2 separate regions of the Anas platyrhynchos genome follow, and region 2 is linked to region 1. The links are chromatin contacts, called in public Hi-C maps. All regions are on one chromosome and are shown on one strand. Each heading gives the region's core, a stretch centred on a gene start, on an enhancer-like site or on the middle of the called end of the contact. The rest is flanking DNA. Distances are from core to core; before and after follow the strand shown. Region 1 holds the start of PDIA6 (protein disulfide isomerase family A member 6). Region 2 overlaps E2F6 (E2F transcription factor 6).

Region 1 (7,364 bases), core at 1,273-3,772:
CAATCAGCATTCCCACAGACCATTTATGGCACTCCTGTTTCCATGGCTAAATCATCTCCCCACCCCTAAGCAAGCTTTCACGTCAGCAGAAAAAAAAAGGGGGGGTAAGGGGAGGGTGAGGAACTCCGGCCTCACCAGACGAAAGAGAAATGAAGGCAACATATGCAGTCTCCCTTCCCAGTTAAATCACAGTTTAAGAGGATCATGTAATATATTCTCTATGCCTACAGCAAGGGGGACTCCTGCTAAGCTGAGGATCTCCAGAGAACATTCAGTCAAAGCTGCAACCCTAACTTCTGCTGGTACCAGACTGGCAGGACTTCCACGTGGACCCCCAAGATCAGCTACAATTCCTTCTCAGTTTTCTCATAGGACCTCCTAAGCCAACTGCCCGCACCTCTGTTAAAACATTTTTTACTTCTAGTCACTTCTATATCTTATTATTACTTGAGACTTTCCACATTAAACCTCACAATCCTTCTTTCTACTTTGTCCGAGGATTAAGACCTGACTTTATGAGAGACAAGCATCTTTGTAACATAGTCCATAAAGCAGAAGATTTTCTTAACCCACCAAAGTCTCAGGGGAGTAAAAGCTCAGACACTGAAGTCGGAACTAATGAAAAAATAGTTAACTTTTTTGCAAGTGGTTAATAACTCGCATGGCAAGCTGCACCTTGTCTCTCTTCAAAACTGAAGATATGGCTCAGTGATGCAGAACTCTGCAGCACACGGCACACAGACTGCACAGCATCACCTACGCTTTAACAGTCCTGCTCGAAAAAAGGCAGTTTCATTATGTGTAGTCTGCAGATGAGAGAAGCAGAAAGAAAAAAACATCTTTCAGATTGCTCAGCCAGAGGTCAGGGCTGAATCACCCCACTGCAAGCCAGCACCTCACCCAGCGCTCCACGCCCCCTCCTAACAGGCTCTTTTAGCCCTCTTTTAGGGCGATCCCAGCTGGTTTCCACCACTGGATTTCCCTGTTATATGGGCTCTGTCCCTTCAGTTTGCCCACACACAAGGAGCACTTCATCAGCACAGATCAAGCAGCTTCTAGGGCGATATGTGGCTGTCACAGCATGTTACAGTGCCCTACAGTAACAACTGCCGCCAGGGCAGAGTAGGAGCACAAAGATGCAGAACGGTACTTGAATGCCAAAGCCATTCCCGACAGAAACTCTTCCCACAATGGAAAGAGATGATTAAAACTAACCCAGTGTATTTTATCATCACCCATGAGACCTATGGCAAAATACATTCAGAAACCGAACAGAGCTCACCCAGCCATTTCTGTCAGCTCCCAGACACTTCAAATAGACAAGTTCTGCCTCGTGCAAAAAAATATGCCAAAGAGAGCTTACAGAAGGTAGCACGTGGTAAAATTTACCTAGATACATACCACTGTGTTTTGATTTTTATTTTAACTCTGACTCATAAACCAGCAGCGTAGTTTTCCTTTCTATTGTGAAATATGCACGGTTTAATTCATCTTTAGAAAGTAAAAAGATTATTTTCCTACAATCCTTTAAGCCAGGAAAATGCAAACATGGTATTGCTCGATTCTTAGGGGTAGAACCAACCTCAGATAATCTAATTTCAGAAGTTGTTCTCCAACGTAAGCAAACTACACAGCCAGGAGCATTGTGAAACCAACCAAGGTGGCTCCACAATGCTATTATTTGTTCTCATCGAAAAGCCAAGCTCCAAGTCCGAGCAGCTAGGCAGGAAAGCTTTTGCTGAGGGCAGAAAAGCTTTTGCTGGGAGGTGTCTTAGGTGAACTCCCTCCTTAGGGACCTTCTGAGGCCCAAACTCACCCTGATAGAGCGAGAGCCTCCCCCCAGTGGCTGGGCATTACCTGCACCTTCAGCTCTTGTACATAGGGCTGCAATGGGGAGCGCTGAGCGGATTTAGGGATTTATTCAGCCCAGCAACAGGGGGAGCGGGAGAGGAAGCGCAGCTCCCCTGCGCCTCCTCCTTTTGGCTTCCATTAATTTCTTTCCTACAGTCCTTAAGCCCAACTCAGGGCAACCAGACAAGGTAGAAACAAAAAAAATCCCAGAACAAGAAAACACAAACAGAAAGAAAAAACAAGTCACTGAAGACGAGAGTAGGTTTTAGAAGCAGAATAAGATAATTAAAGCTTTTTTTTTTCCTGCTGCCTGGGCTCCTATCACGCCCCCAACCCCTCCCCGGACCCCCACCGCCACCTGGAGCCCCCGTAATGGCGGCCGGAGCCCCCCTCAGACCTCCCGGGGCCCCCGAAATGGCGGCCGGGGGCTCCCCGAAATGGCGGCGGGGGGCGCACAAAATGGCGGCCCCCCCGCTCCCCTCAGCGCCTTCCCGCCCTTCCCCGGCGCGCGGCTCCTACCCCACCAGAGGCGGCCCGCGGCGCGCGCCCCCATGGCTGCCCCCTGCTCCCTCCGCCGCCGCCGCTCCTCAGGGCAAGCCCCGCCCACCCCCCGCCGCCTGTCCCCGCCGTGGCCGCCGCTGATTGGCGGAGCGGGCGCGGGCGCACTTGGCGCAGCCAATAGGAAGAGGCCGCGTCGGGAGGAGCTGCGGTGAGGGAGGCGGGGCGGGGCGGGGCGGGGGCTGAGGGGAGGTGTCCTCCCCGCCCGCCCCCGGAGCCGGCCCTGTGGCGGGGCTGCCTCCGCCCTGCAGAGCGGGGAGAGGGGGCGTGGGGCTCGGTATAGGCCGGGGCTAGAGGCTAAAGCAGCCTGTGTTGTCCCGTTTGTAGAGCCTCGTCGTGAGGCGAAATCTCACGGAATGTTGAGCCCAAGTGGCTTTCTTGTGAAAAGCAGGCTCAACAAAACGTTCTCTGCAAGCCACAAGCTTGTGTGTAAAAGTTCAAATAAAAGTAGAAAGTCACAAAATCACACAGAACTGTAGGTGTTGGAAGGGACCTCCAGAGATCATCGGGTCCAACTCCCCTGCCAAAGCAGGTTCCCTAGAGCAGGCTGCCCAGGCAGGCGTCCAGACGGGCCTTGAATATCTCCAGAGAAGGAGACCCCACAGCCTCCCTGGGCAGCCTGTCCCAGTGCTCCGTCACCCTCACCGTGAAGAAGTTCTTCCGCATGTTGGTGCGGAACTGCCTGGGCTCCATTTTGTGGCCATTGCCACTTGTCCTGTCCCCACAAACCACTGAGAAGAGGTTGGCCAAGTCCCTCTGTCTCCCACCCCTCAGGTATTTATACACACTGAGGAGATCCCCTCTCAGTCTTCACAGAATCACAGAATCACAGAATTTCTAGGTTGGAAGAGACCTCAAGATCATCCAACCTCTGACCTAAAACTAACAGTCCCCACTAAACCATATCCCTAAGCTCTACATCTAAACGTCTTTTAGACTTCCAGGGATGGTGACTCCACCACCTCCCTGGGCAGCCTGTTCCAGTGCCTCACAACCCTTTCGGTAAAGAAGTTCTTCCTAACATCTAACCTAAAACTCCTCTGGCGCAACTTTAGCCCATTCCCCCTTGTCCTGTCACCAGGCACGTGGGAGAACAGGCCAACCCCCACCTCACTACAGCCTCCTTTAAGGTATCTGTAAAGAGCGATAAGATCGCCCCTGAGCCTCCTCTTCTCCAGGCTGAACAAGCCCAGCTCCTTCAGCCGCTCCTCGTAGGACTTCTTCTCCAGGCCCGTCACCAGCTTCGTCGCCCTTCTCTGGACCCTCTCAAGCACCTTGATGTCCTTGTTGTAGCGAGGGGCCCAAAACTGAACACAGTACTCGAGGTGCGGCCTCACCAGAGCCGAGTACAGGGGGACGATCACCTCCCTAGCCCTGCTGGTCACGCTGTTTCTGATACAAGCCAGGATGCCGTTGGCCTTCTTGGCCACCTGAGCACACTGCCGGCTCATATTCAGCTGACTGTCCACCATCACTCCCAGGTCCTTCTCTGCCTGGCAGCTCTCCAACCACTCATCTCCCAGTTATTGTGGTTATTGTGCCCCAGGTGCAGGACCTGGCACTTGGCCTTATTGAACTTCATGCAGTTGACCTCAGCCCATCGGTGCAGCCTATCCAGATCCTCCTGCAGAGCTTTCCTACCCTCGAGCAGATCGACACACGCCCCTAACTTGGTGTAATCTGAAAACTTACTGAGGGTGCACTCAATGCCCTCATCCAGATCATTGATGAAGATATTAAAGAGGACCGGCCCCAGTACCGAGCCCTGGGGAACGCCACTAGTGACTGTCCTCCCAACTGGACTTGACTCCATTTACCACGACCCTTTGGGCCCAGCTATCCAGCCAGTTTCTAACCCAATGAAGCGTGCGCCAGTCCAAGCAGACCCAGGTCGCTCAGTCTTTCCTCATAGGGAAGATGCTCCAGGCCCCATATCATCTTTGTGGCCCTCTGCTGGGCTCTTTCCAGGACATCCCTGTCTTTTTTTGTACCAGGGAGCCCAGAACTGGGCTCCATCTAACTCTTACCTGTAGGCAATATTCAACACTTTAGTTGTGCCAGGGGAGGTTTAGGTTGGAAATGAGGAGACATTTCTTCTCAGAAAGAGCCGTCAGGCATTGGAAGGAAGGTGGTGGAGTCACCGTCCCTGGGGGGTTCAAGGAAAGGTTGGACGCGGTGCTTAGGGACAAGGTTTAGTGGGTGACGTTGGTGGTGGGGGGATGGTTGGACCAGGTAATCTTGGAGGTCTCTTCCAACCTTAATGATTCTAAAGCCGGTGAAAATAAATACCTGATTAATGATATAACAGTAATTCTGTTTATTATAGTAAGTAGATTGATATCATTAATTTGTTATGATGACAAGATTCACAGTGATTAATCTACTGCATATTCAAGTTGCTAAATCTTAGCATAAATCGGGCAGCTTTAAAAACTAAAGTTTCATTCATCAACATACGTGGTTAGTAAGGATCTCACCCTCCAGGAGTAACCTTGAGAGGCATCCCTGCCCAAGGGGAGATCACTGCAGCCCACTGCTTCAGCAAGGAGACTTCAAATTAAGCTTTCTTTCACTGCCATACTTACAAGGCAAAATGTTTGGCTTGTAGTCAAACTTACCATATTGCTCTCGACCTCATACAATTCATTATTTCACCATTTAGGATTTCAATGGTCACTTGCTCTAGGGCTGCGCCCCCCTTTGCTCGTGGTCATGGCTATGAGCACTCACCAGGTGCTCTGTTATTAATGAGCTGTCCAGGTTAAGGAATGGTCACATCGAGGCCTACTGTGGTTCATAACCTAAGCAGGACTTATGTCAAGTGCAGGCATTGAGTGTATGCATCACAGTCTGCTGTAGGCCAACAGAAAGAAAAGCAGGGAAGGGGAAGGCTGGTTCTTGCTGACATGAGCGCTGTTTTAGTCTTCATAGCCTGTCTGCATCCAACAGAGACATGAAAAATTAAAGTTCAGCAGCACGATATTGATATAGCTAGTTTGTGTGAAAAATCAGCATCCCAGGTCAGAAGCTCTGGAAACAACTGACTGAAAAAGCTGAATGTTTTTTCCCTAATGATTGCACACCGCAGGAGGGTATGTAGCCCGAGGCAATGTTGTTGGTGGGCATAGATCCAGATGAAGGCTTCTGCAGAGCTAAGATTCAGCCATTAAGCGAGCTGTGGATTTCTAGTGTAGTAGCAGCTAAACTTAATGTGCCATTGAAATAGTAAGTATCAGAAGTTGTATCTGAAGTGGTCTAAATTTTTGCCACATTGGCATGCCTGTGACACAAGTAGCACTTCTCAGTGCTATCAAGTCCTGCTTTTTAAGAGTGTGAAACTTAAGCACAGTGGTGAGAACAGGCAGCCATTATCAACAATCAAATTTTTCATGTATGGAGGAAGACAGATGCATGACATAACAACACTTTTAATCAGAATAGCTGCATAATATTGGCATCTTGACATTTTCAACCATGTAAGGGCAGCCTGCAGAGCAGGCAGATGCATGTTTGTGATGATTCCTGTTTCTTAAGTTAACACATACCTCACCTCTTACTTTTATTACTCTGAATCTGTGTGAAAAAGCCATTCATTTTAGGGCAGTTTTTTATCTTGGCAGCAAAATGTCTTTTCTTTACATGAGATGCTGGCTAATAAGTGAAAATAGCAGCCTTCTGCAGTCACTTCATTGGTCTGTAAATCGAACAAGAGCTGCTCTGCAGACCATCCATCCTACCGGGGGAGAAGTATTTCTTTGAAGTTTTTCTTACATACCACCAGCATGATTAAAAAAGTAAATATGACACCACCTTGGGGCACTATACTAATAAGCTGTTAGTGTGACATTAGCTCCAGGGAAAAAAAAAAAAAAAAAAGGATAGTTTTATGGCACATAGATATTGTCAGATAAAATTGATCTTGTTTGGCTATAACCAAGGTGTCTTTTGTCTATTAAAGATATAAAAGATCCTGAAGATACTGTAAGGAGGTAGTACATTTGATTTATTTTTTTTTAATCAACATTGTGTGACAGTAAGTTGAATGTCTGTATTTCATTCATTCAACAGTAAGTTGAACGGCCAACATTTCTGTAGTACTAAGAAGCATGTGTTGAAGTATCTATTGAAGTACCTATTGCCAAAAACAAAAAACACCCTTTTAACACATCTATATTTAATCTTTATCATCTATTTAATCTTTACAGACTTGGTAAATTCCGAGTGAATTTCTACAGGAAACAGTACACCAGCAGTTTTTCAACATTTTTATCTGTGTTCTGGAATTACACATAAGGTAGTGCTGAAAATGCCTGCATTAACACAAAAATTAGTAAAGTGGTAAATATTGGTGAAAACAGGACATGGATACAGGCTCTTCGATGAATATGCTGCATTCAGACACAATACATTAAGGGTTTTAGTTTGCATGAGGCTTTTCTCCCTCAGTGAAGACAGAACACTCTCCACCACTTGGACGTAGCCTCTGAAAGAGATTTCAGCGCTGTTTCTCCATTGCAGCATGAATTTCTACTGTGACAGTGCTGGTAATAAAGCTGATGTGATTCATGGCTACATAAAAAGGGGAATAAAGGAAAGATACTTTGTCTGCAGAGGTTCATGAAGCAAGTTATTGGGCCTATATTTAAAAATATATCCATAATTACAGGGGCAGGGTTAGAAGGGACTTTGCCAGTTCCCTGGGTCAGCACTGTGATACAGCAGCCCCTGTTCCACGCCAGGGTCTGTGAGGCCTCATGGTTGCATCCAGGGGTGGTGCAGGAGCCAGCAGATACAAAACCTGAAATCAGGTCCCTGAGACGTTAAACACAGTGTCTGAAGAAACACACACAGCTCCTGACTGGGAGAGCTGGCTGATGTTCTCTGTAATCACACAGGCTGCTGCTGTGTGCCGTGGTACGTGATCTGGACGTACATCACCCAAATGAACACACTTC
Region 2 (7,364 bases), core at 2,473-4,972, 380 kb after region 1:
CATTGCATTATCTAAAATCAGTTCTGTATGGGATTTGCATGAGAATCTGTAAAAGACTGAAAGCAAAGCTGTTCCAGGAATTCTAATAGCTTCTTGCAGATTTTTAGATTCCTGCAGTTTTCATTTGAAGTGCTAATGCCAAGTCTTCCTTTTGAAGAAGGATGCCATAAAATATGAGAGGCCTAAAAAAGTCAATAAAAGGTTAACAATGTCCTGAGCTTTCATCTTTTGGATTTGCTGTTACAACTTTGAGGATTTAATTATTGTCTCCTACAGCCTCATCCCTTACTCGAGGGGTGGCTACAAACACCACCTCATTCATGGGGTGTGCTGTGAGAAGCTGCCGCATATCCCCATGTGCTGGGAGACACAGCCACAGGCCCACAGGCCCTCAGACTTCATCAGAAGGCCCTCAGGCCATCATCAGAGGAACTTAAAGGCTGGATGTGGTGCTTAGAGACATGGTTTAGTGGGTGACGTTGGTAGTAGGGGGATGGTTGGAGCAAATGATCTTGGAGGTCTTCTTCAACCTTGGTGGTTCTATGAACTAGGTGTGACTTATATGATACACATGGGTATTACAGTCCTTTAGGAAACATCTGTCAGAGAAGCCTTTTGGAGAGTTGTATAAACCATACACAACCGTGTTGACTTTATTGAATGAACTTCTCACAAAATACTGTTGGGAACCCAAACCAGCAGGTTACTGCTCTGGATAAACACTTGAGCAGTTCCATTGTGTCCAGGCCTGACACCGAGGTGATGGAACAGAATCACCTAGGTTGGAAGAGACCTCCAAGATCATCGAGTCCAACCTCTGACCTAACACTAATAAGTCCTCCGCTAAACCATATCTCTAAGCTCTAAATCTAAATGTCTTTTAAAGACCTCCAGGGATGGTGACTCGAAGCTCACCATGAGCTCCAGCTACCCAGGATCAGCCAGGGCCTAGCAAGCAGGCCGCCCTCGGCACTGAAGATTACACGAGCTGAAGTAACTTTTGAAATCATTGTGATTTAATTATGCCTATAAACAAAACTTTTCACACACAACAAAAGATTATTCAATATAAGGAATTTGCTGTCTTTTAAGTACTTTCCTGAAGATACTAATAATTTAAAGTAATCCTTTCTCTTCTTTGCAAATTGCATTATTTAAAAACTGCAGTTCACATCTGAAAATCCCAGGGAGTAATTTCCCATCCCAAATAAGGCCTGAACTGGCAACTTGTGGAGTTTGTTCCAATTACAGAGTCAGCAAAATCAGGACATTTTATAATTATAGATTTTGGCTGTTGTTCTTGCTGATTAATGCATTTAGATCCTCAGATGTTCTTACTGAAGGAAAGGCAAAAATGTTATTAGTTTTCTAATTTATTGCAGGCAGAGTTTTCAAATAATGAGGGAAATGCTTAGACATAAATATGCTGAAAATAGACACATTGGGGACTCAACAAAAATATTTTATCTTAATAACCTGTCAGAAAAAATCAAGCATTATTATACAAACCCAGAGTAAGATTTTATCACGTTTACTTTTTAGGCAAGCTTGTAACTTGCATTTAGGTTCAGCATCGCTCAACAACTTTTCCTACAGACCAACTCTCATCTTTCCAGCAAGTTAGCTGACTTTTTGAGCCCATGCAGTACATTGCTTTCCAGTACCACAAGTGGATAATGCTGCAAGTATTCAAATAACAAAGATATCTTCCAAAGTCCATTTGTTCCACTGTAGGCACATTTACTAAAACAATCCAAAGTATTTAAGAAAATTATTCAAGCAGAACTGTCATCCTAGAGCTTCTCCCATTTCAGTGATAATCATGCAGCTTGAGGTTAAAAAATAATTCTGCTGCTCAAAAACCTGCACAAAGGGGGAACAACAGAATCATTAGAGGTTTGTTCCAAACAAAACTCCCTAATGTTCTAATTAAATGATGCACATTCTGCTTTTTAAAACAGCCTTAACATTTGCAAAATGCTTACCTTGTAAAAGTTGCTTTCTACATAGTTCAAAATGCCGCATCGTCAGCTAACAAAATCCCACCCTAACACATGGTATTCAGCGTGCCTCATTTGGTGCTGGAAATTGTTACAGATTTCATGGCAAACGTTTTTCCAAGTTATTGAACAAGTCTAGGTGAATCAATACTTACACAGAGCCCTCTCCCTCCCCCCAAGAAAAAAAAAAACAGAGCAGCAGTGCAAAAATCAAATAGCTACTTTGCCACTTGGGGAGAAGACAAACATTGAAGGAACAGGACGATCTGGTTGTGCAAAATGTTTTCTTAATTTTAACCCCCACCCTCAGCTTCTGGAGGAGCATATTCCTCTGTCTTACTCTCCCTGATCAATGTACGTAAGGTCCTTTCAGTTTGCTTTTATTATTGCAATAACTCAGTCTGTTGTTTGCGCTTAACAGACATGCAGAAAAAAGGGATCCACCACTGAATCCCTGCCTCCCAGAGCTGGAAGCTGATTGAACACACACAAAATGCCAAGGTTACTTTCTAACACAAAGTTTGTGTTAGAAAGTGTTTCACAGTCTGCATAATACAATATTTTGCAGAACTAGTGAACCTTGTAGAAGACAGATTAACTCTCAATCTGTATTAGGCTTATTTAAGCTCTTCAGCATCAACTGCCCTACTTTACATGCATTTCTTCAGTAGAACAAGGTAGACATTTAATTTCACAGCATGTCTAAAATTGGTGCAGAGATGCTGGTTAGCGCTTTCAGGGCTTTATCTGATAGATAGTTGATACGGTGCGATCACATAATCCATGAGTTTTTATTTTTTAGATATCACACACAGGAAACTTTGAAACACACTTTAAACCTAAAAAGAAACAAACATATGCATGGCATTTGTACAGTTACAAGTTAATTCACTCAGAAGACTATTGGGTTGACCTTGGCTGGTCACCCTGTGCCCACCAAGCTGCACCCTCACTCCCCCTCCAAAGCAGGGCAGGGAGAAAGAAAAAACAAAAACAAAATAAAAAAAATAACAAAACTTGTGGGTTAAGATAAGGACAGAGAAATCACTCACCACTTACCATCATAAGCGAAACAGACCCAGCTTGGAAAAGACTAATTTATTGCAATTAATAGGCCAGAACACTGAGAACTAAAAGCAAACTAATCCCACCTTCCCTTCAGCCCTTTTCTTTCCAGGCTCAAGTTCAATCTCAATAATTCTACTTCCATCCCAAGTGGTGCAGGCAAATGGGGGCTGTGGTCAGTCCATGACACTTATCACTGCTGCTCCTTCATGGTCCCTCTCTGCCCCTGCTCCATGTGGGGTTTCTCCCACGGGATGCCGTCCTTCTCAAACTGAGCCTGCGGGGGCTGCCCACAGGCAGCAGCTCTTCAAGCACTGCTCCCAGACAGCTCCATACCACAGGGTCCATCCCTCAGGAGCAAACTGCTCCAGCACGGGTCCCCCACAGGTGGCAGCTTGCCCCAGATCCCATTCCTGCATGGACTCCATGGACTCCTCTCCATGGACTGCAGCTCTGGCCAGCAGCTGCTTCTGTGTGTACTCTTCCCAAGCTGCAGTTTCCTTCAGAGCACACCCACCTGCTCCAGCACGGGGTCCTCTGCAGGCTGCAGTGCGGAGAATGGCCCCAACATGGGCCTCCACAGGCTATGGGAGGACAGCCTGCTTCACCATGACCCTCCCCACCAGCTGCATGGTAATCTGCCCTGGCACTTGGAGCACCTCCTCCCCCTCCTTCTCTACTGACCTTGATTTCTGGTGGGTTGTTTCAAGTTTTTCCTCACTCCTCTCTCACAGCTGCTGTGCAACACTTTTTATCCTTGCTTGAATGTTATCACAGAGCCACCACCAGTATCACACACACACATTTACTTTAGCCAGCAGCAGGTCCCTTTTGGAACACTGTCCCCTAAACCCAATACAAAGACCTGGCCCTGACACTCTGACGTCTCATTTTACAGACTGAAGGTAGATAAATACAGAAGTTGGATGCATTCTAAACTCTCAAGTATTTCTTTACTAAGTTCAGAAGTATTTGACAACACTTGCAAGTGTAGCTACAATGAGAGTAGGGTACCAGGCTAGAGCTACACTATAGGGTTTAGAATTTCTATATAGTGACCAGTTTAAATATTTACTATTAATTGTGTTACAGGAGTGTAGTGATCTTCAGAAGTATCATAACAAGAGCAGCCAACACTACATTTAACAATTACATTTTTCACATCAGTTTTAAAATGTTATAATTCACTGGGTGAACAAACATTAATAACAAACCACCACATTTAGTTAGACTGGCCACTTTATGTTTTATAAGCTTATTTCTTTGCTGTACAAAGGCAGAAATGCAGACCACCTCAATAAATCTACATCAGTAACTACCCAGACATTATACAGATATACAAAAAGCCCATTTATTTTTCAGTGTTGATACCATAGTTAATGCAGAGCTGGATGCTACAATGCAAACAGCATCTACACAGTGTAAGGCGTAACTCTCGTAGTATTTACATCTTGTTCCTTATAGTGAAGGCTTCTGATGCATCAAGCTCTTTCTTCATCTGTATTTGACGATCCTGCTTAGCAGTAGTGCAGCCTCAGAACTGAAAAGTGCATTTCTTCATTACATACATTCTCAGAAGGATTGTGGATTGTTCCAGAAACAGTTTCCAACAGTTTCATTTTAGGAGTCATTCATTAAGTATGTTTTCCGTCAATTAAAGTCATTTCATAAGCTAAAAATACTTTCCCAAAAGCTCCGTAGGTCACATGCAATTACGAAAACAAAGCTCCTAAAAGCAAATCTAGGAACTATCATCTTCTGACTTGGAAAGATAAAATAATCCCGTGAAACCATTCAATCCACTGCTGTTTTAAATTAAAAACACTCCAGAGCATTTCAGGTCGGTAAGTTCGCAGTTCCAAGCAGCTTTGGAAAAACTCTATAACAGATATTTACATTCTGTATTTGATTTTGAGTTGTAATTCATCTATCTCAGCGTATATACATATATATATTACTTCTTTATTTTTATTTTTTGGAGATATCACTCTGAAAGGGAAGTGAAAGAGGAATCTAGTTACTGTCACTGTAGGAAATATAATTGAGTCATTTCACAAGCAATGCAGTGTTAAATGAAAGCCCAAGATTAAATAGTCAACTCTTCCTCTCTACTATGAAGTAGAATTGCTAAAAATAAACTCTTACGTCTTCTGAGCTACCACAGTTCCCGCCACATTTATTTTTAAACCGCAACGTCCTGCAGCACCAGAGCTCTTGACAGACTGAATTCCAGCCAGTCTTGTTCTAGGAGATTAAAATACTACACCCCATCTCCTGGCTGTCCTGCTTTAAACAGGGCAATAATGAGTAAGAGCAGCTAACGTTTTGTTTGAAACTCATCTTAACTCCTACAACAACTGGTATTTCAGCCGAGCTGCTGGCCTGGACATTGAAACAGCTGAGAACTCGCACACAGTCCCATCAGCAGAGCACAGAATGGTCTGCTCTGACAGGAAACCAGTAACGAGCAAAGGAAGGAAGAGGGTCGGAGAACCAGAGCAGCTTGCTATGTGTGCACATGCCTAACCCTTTGGCCTTCTGCTGCTGTGAGGTAATGCACCACCATAAGCTGAGCTTTCAGGCACTTCCTGTCCTCCCACACATCTTAGCCCACTTAAACTATGCCCAGTTAACACTGCCATACCATTCTGGTAAAGTTGAGAACGAGTTTTCTTTTTAAAAAAAATTCAGATGAGGATTAAAATGTAAGTGGGAGACGCTACCTTCACCAGGAGGAACCGATGGCTCAGTTTCAGATTTGACAGTATTCATATTTTCAAAAGTTTTGGCACCTGGCTTATCTTGTTCCACCTCACACAGATACACATCAATGGGTCCTTTTGTGCTCTTTACATGTACTTCTATGCAGTCCTAGAAAACAATGACTTACATATTAACCAGAAGACCAATCTTATACATCAGTTATCTATTTTTACATATATTTTAAAGCCAACAGGTTAAGAGGAGAACAGATACAGAAGTGACATAACTACTTAAAATTGTGTTACTAGTTCCACATAAGTTACGAGTACTTAATACATTTTTAGGCCAATTATTAAGTACCATTAAGCTAACTAGGTTTCATTTTTGACATGCAATGCACCTAGTGAGTCTTTGTTTAGTCTTTTCACTGACCTCTTGATATATAGCCAAGATTTACCATATGCTTCGTATGAATAACAAATAAGAACTTTACCACCAATGCCACACATCAGCAAACAAATCAGAGCACATAGCAGCTTTAGTAGTATGGCAACACAAACCGTACTACCGCTTTCTTTTAGCAGACATCACATTGCAAAGCACGGAGTAAACCAAATCTATGGGAAACGGCTAGAAGAGTGTTTTCTCTAAAGTACAGCCTTTCAAATCTTGACTCCTTTTGCTTCAAGGAACCTCTAGGATCTTCACAGGATTAGACCCAGCTACTTTTACCAGTGACACCACTGGAGATACATATAGTGGATGTAAGTCTTCTGTATTGATTCCTTTTCCTAAGATATCCTCTCCCTTCCTGTGCACCCAAGTAAGGCGAATTTGAAGAAAGCATAACTAAGAACATTATAAAATTGCATATGCAAAAGAAAAACAGAATTAAATCCCCATTATTCATCTCAAGCTTACGTCCAGTATTTCTTCTTTCACAGCACTACTTTAAGCAGTGGGTTCACAGTATATGGGAGAAGATGCAGTGTAACTGGGTGCAGAGGGCAAAGCTATGGCTCTTCTGTGTGACCTGAATGGGGTGTGCATGTTGTATCATGAGGCAAGGACAGGCTACATCCCCCGCCTCCATCAAAAATCCATCTTGACATGATCTACTAGAACGCAAGAACAGTTTTGATCATACTGTACATCTCACACTTCAATATTATAGTGACAGCAGCTGTTGACTCATAAGACAACATTTACTTGCTGTTAGGATGATTATTAAATTAGGCATAATATTTTGTTTAGTTAGATTTCCAACTTTTATAGACTTTACTGAAAATATTAACAGCTGTTTGTTAGTTTCATTATCATAGTAATTATTGGACACCAATATTACATCTGTTCCATCATTTACTACAGCTGTTCCATCATCTCTAGCAAAACTAACATTTAGATATGTTTATACTATAATTTAGGCAAGCAAAACAAAATTCCTAAGAATAACCTTCTTAGATTACATATACCTACATATTATATGTATATCTACATTGTATAGATATCTATTATATGTATACCTACAGAATTATTTAGTGGAGCACAAGAACAACAAACTACCTGTACTTGCTATATATGACCAAGAAATTGGAA

What was found. Hi-C and Micro-C count contacts between places; a contact is called where the count stands out from the background.
Region 2: a Hi-C map of F1 follicle shows a contact between it and region 1, with 3 times the contacts expected there. The contact joins the enhancer-like site here to the promoter of PDIA6 in region 1. A contact is called at or near these places in 2 of 8 Hi-C or Micro-C datasets (F1 follicle and subcutaneous adipose tissue).

The regions. Positions count from the first base shown.
Region 1 is chr3:105,623,856-105,631,219 of IASCAAS_PekinDuck_T2T, forward strand. It overlaps PDIA6 (protein disulfide isomerase family A member 6), which reads right to left and starts at 2,523. Exons shown (of 13, transcript XM_027455233.3): 1 at 2,371-2,523. The coding sequence starts at 2,404.
Region 2 is chr3:105,999,154-106,006,517 of IASCAAS_PekinDuck_T2T, forward strand. It overlaps E2F6 (E2F transcription factor 6), which reads right to left. Exons shown (of 7, transcript XM_072036435.1): 6 at 5,789-5,936; 7 at 2,773-5,054. The coding sequence ends at 5,050. Among named protein-coding and RNA genes, the nearest start is that of E2F6, 9.9 kb to the right of the region's middle. Within about 2 kb of position 3,723, at least 3 of the 8 cell types and tissues checked have an H3K27ac peak or open chromatin away from gene starts, as enhancers often do. A contact at or near this core is called in F1 follicle, where this site is marked.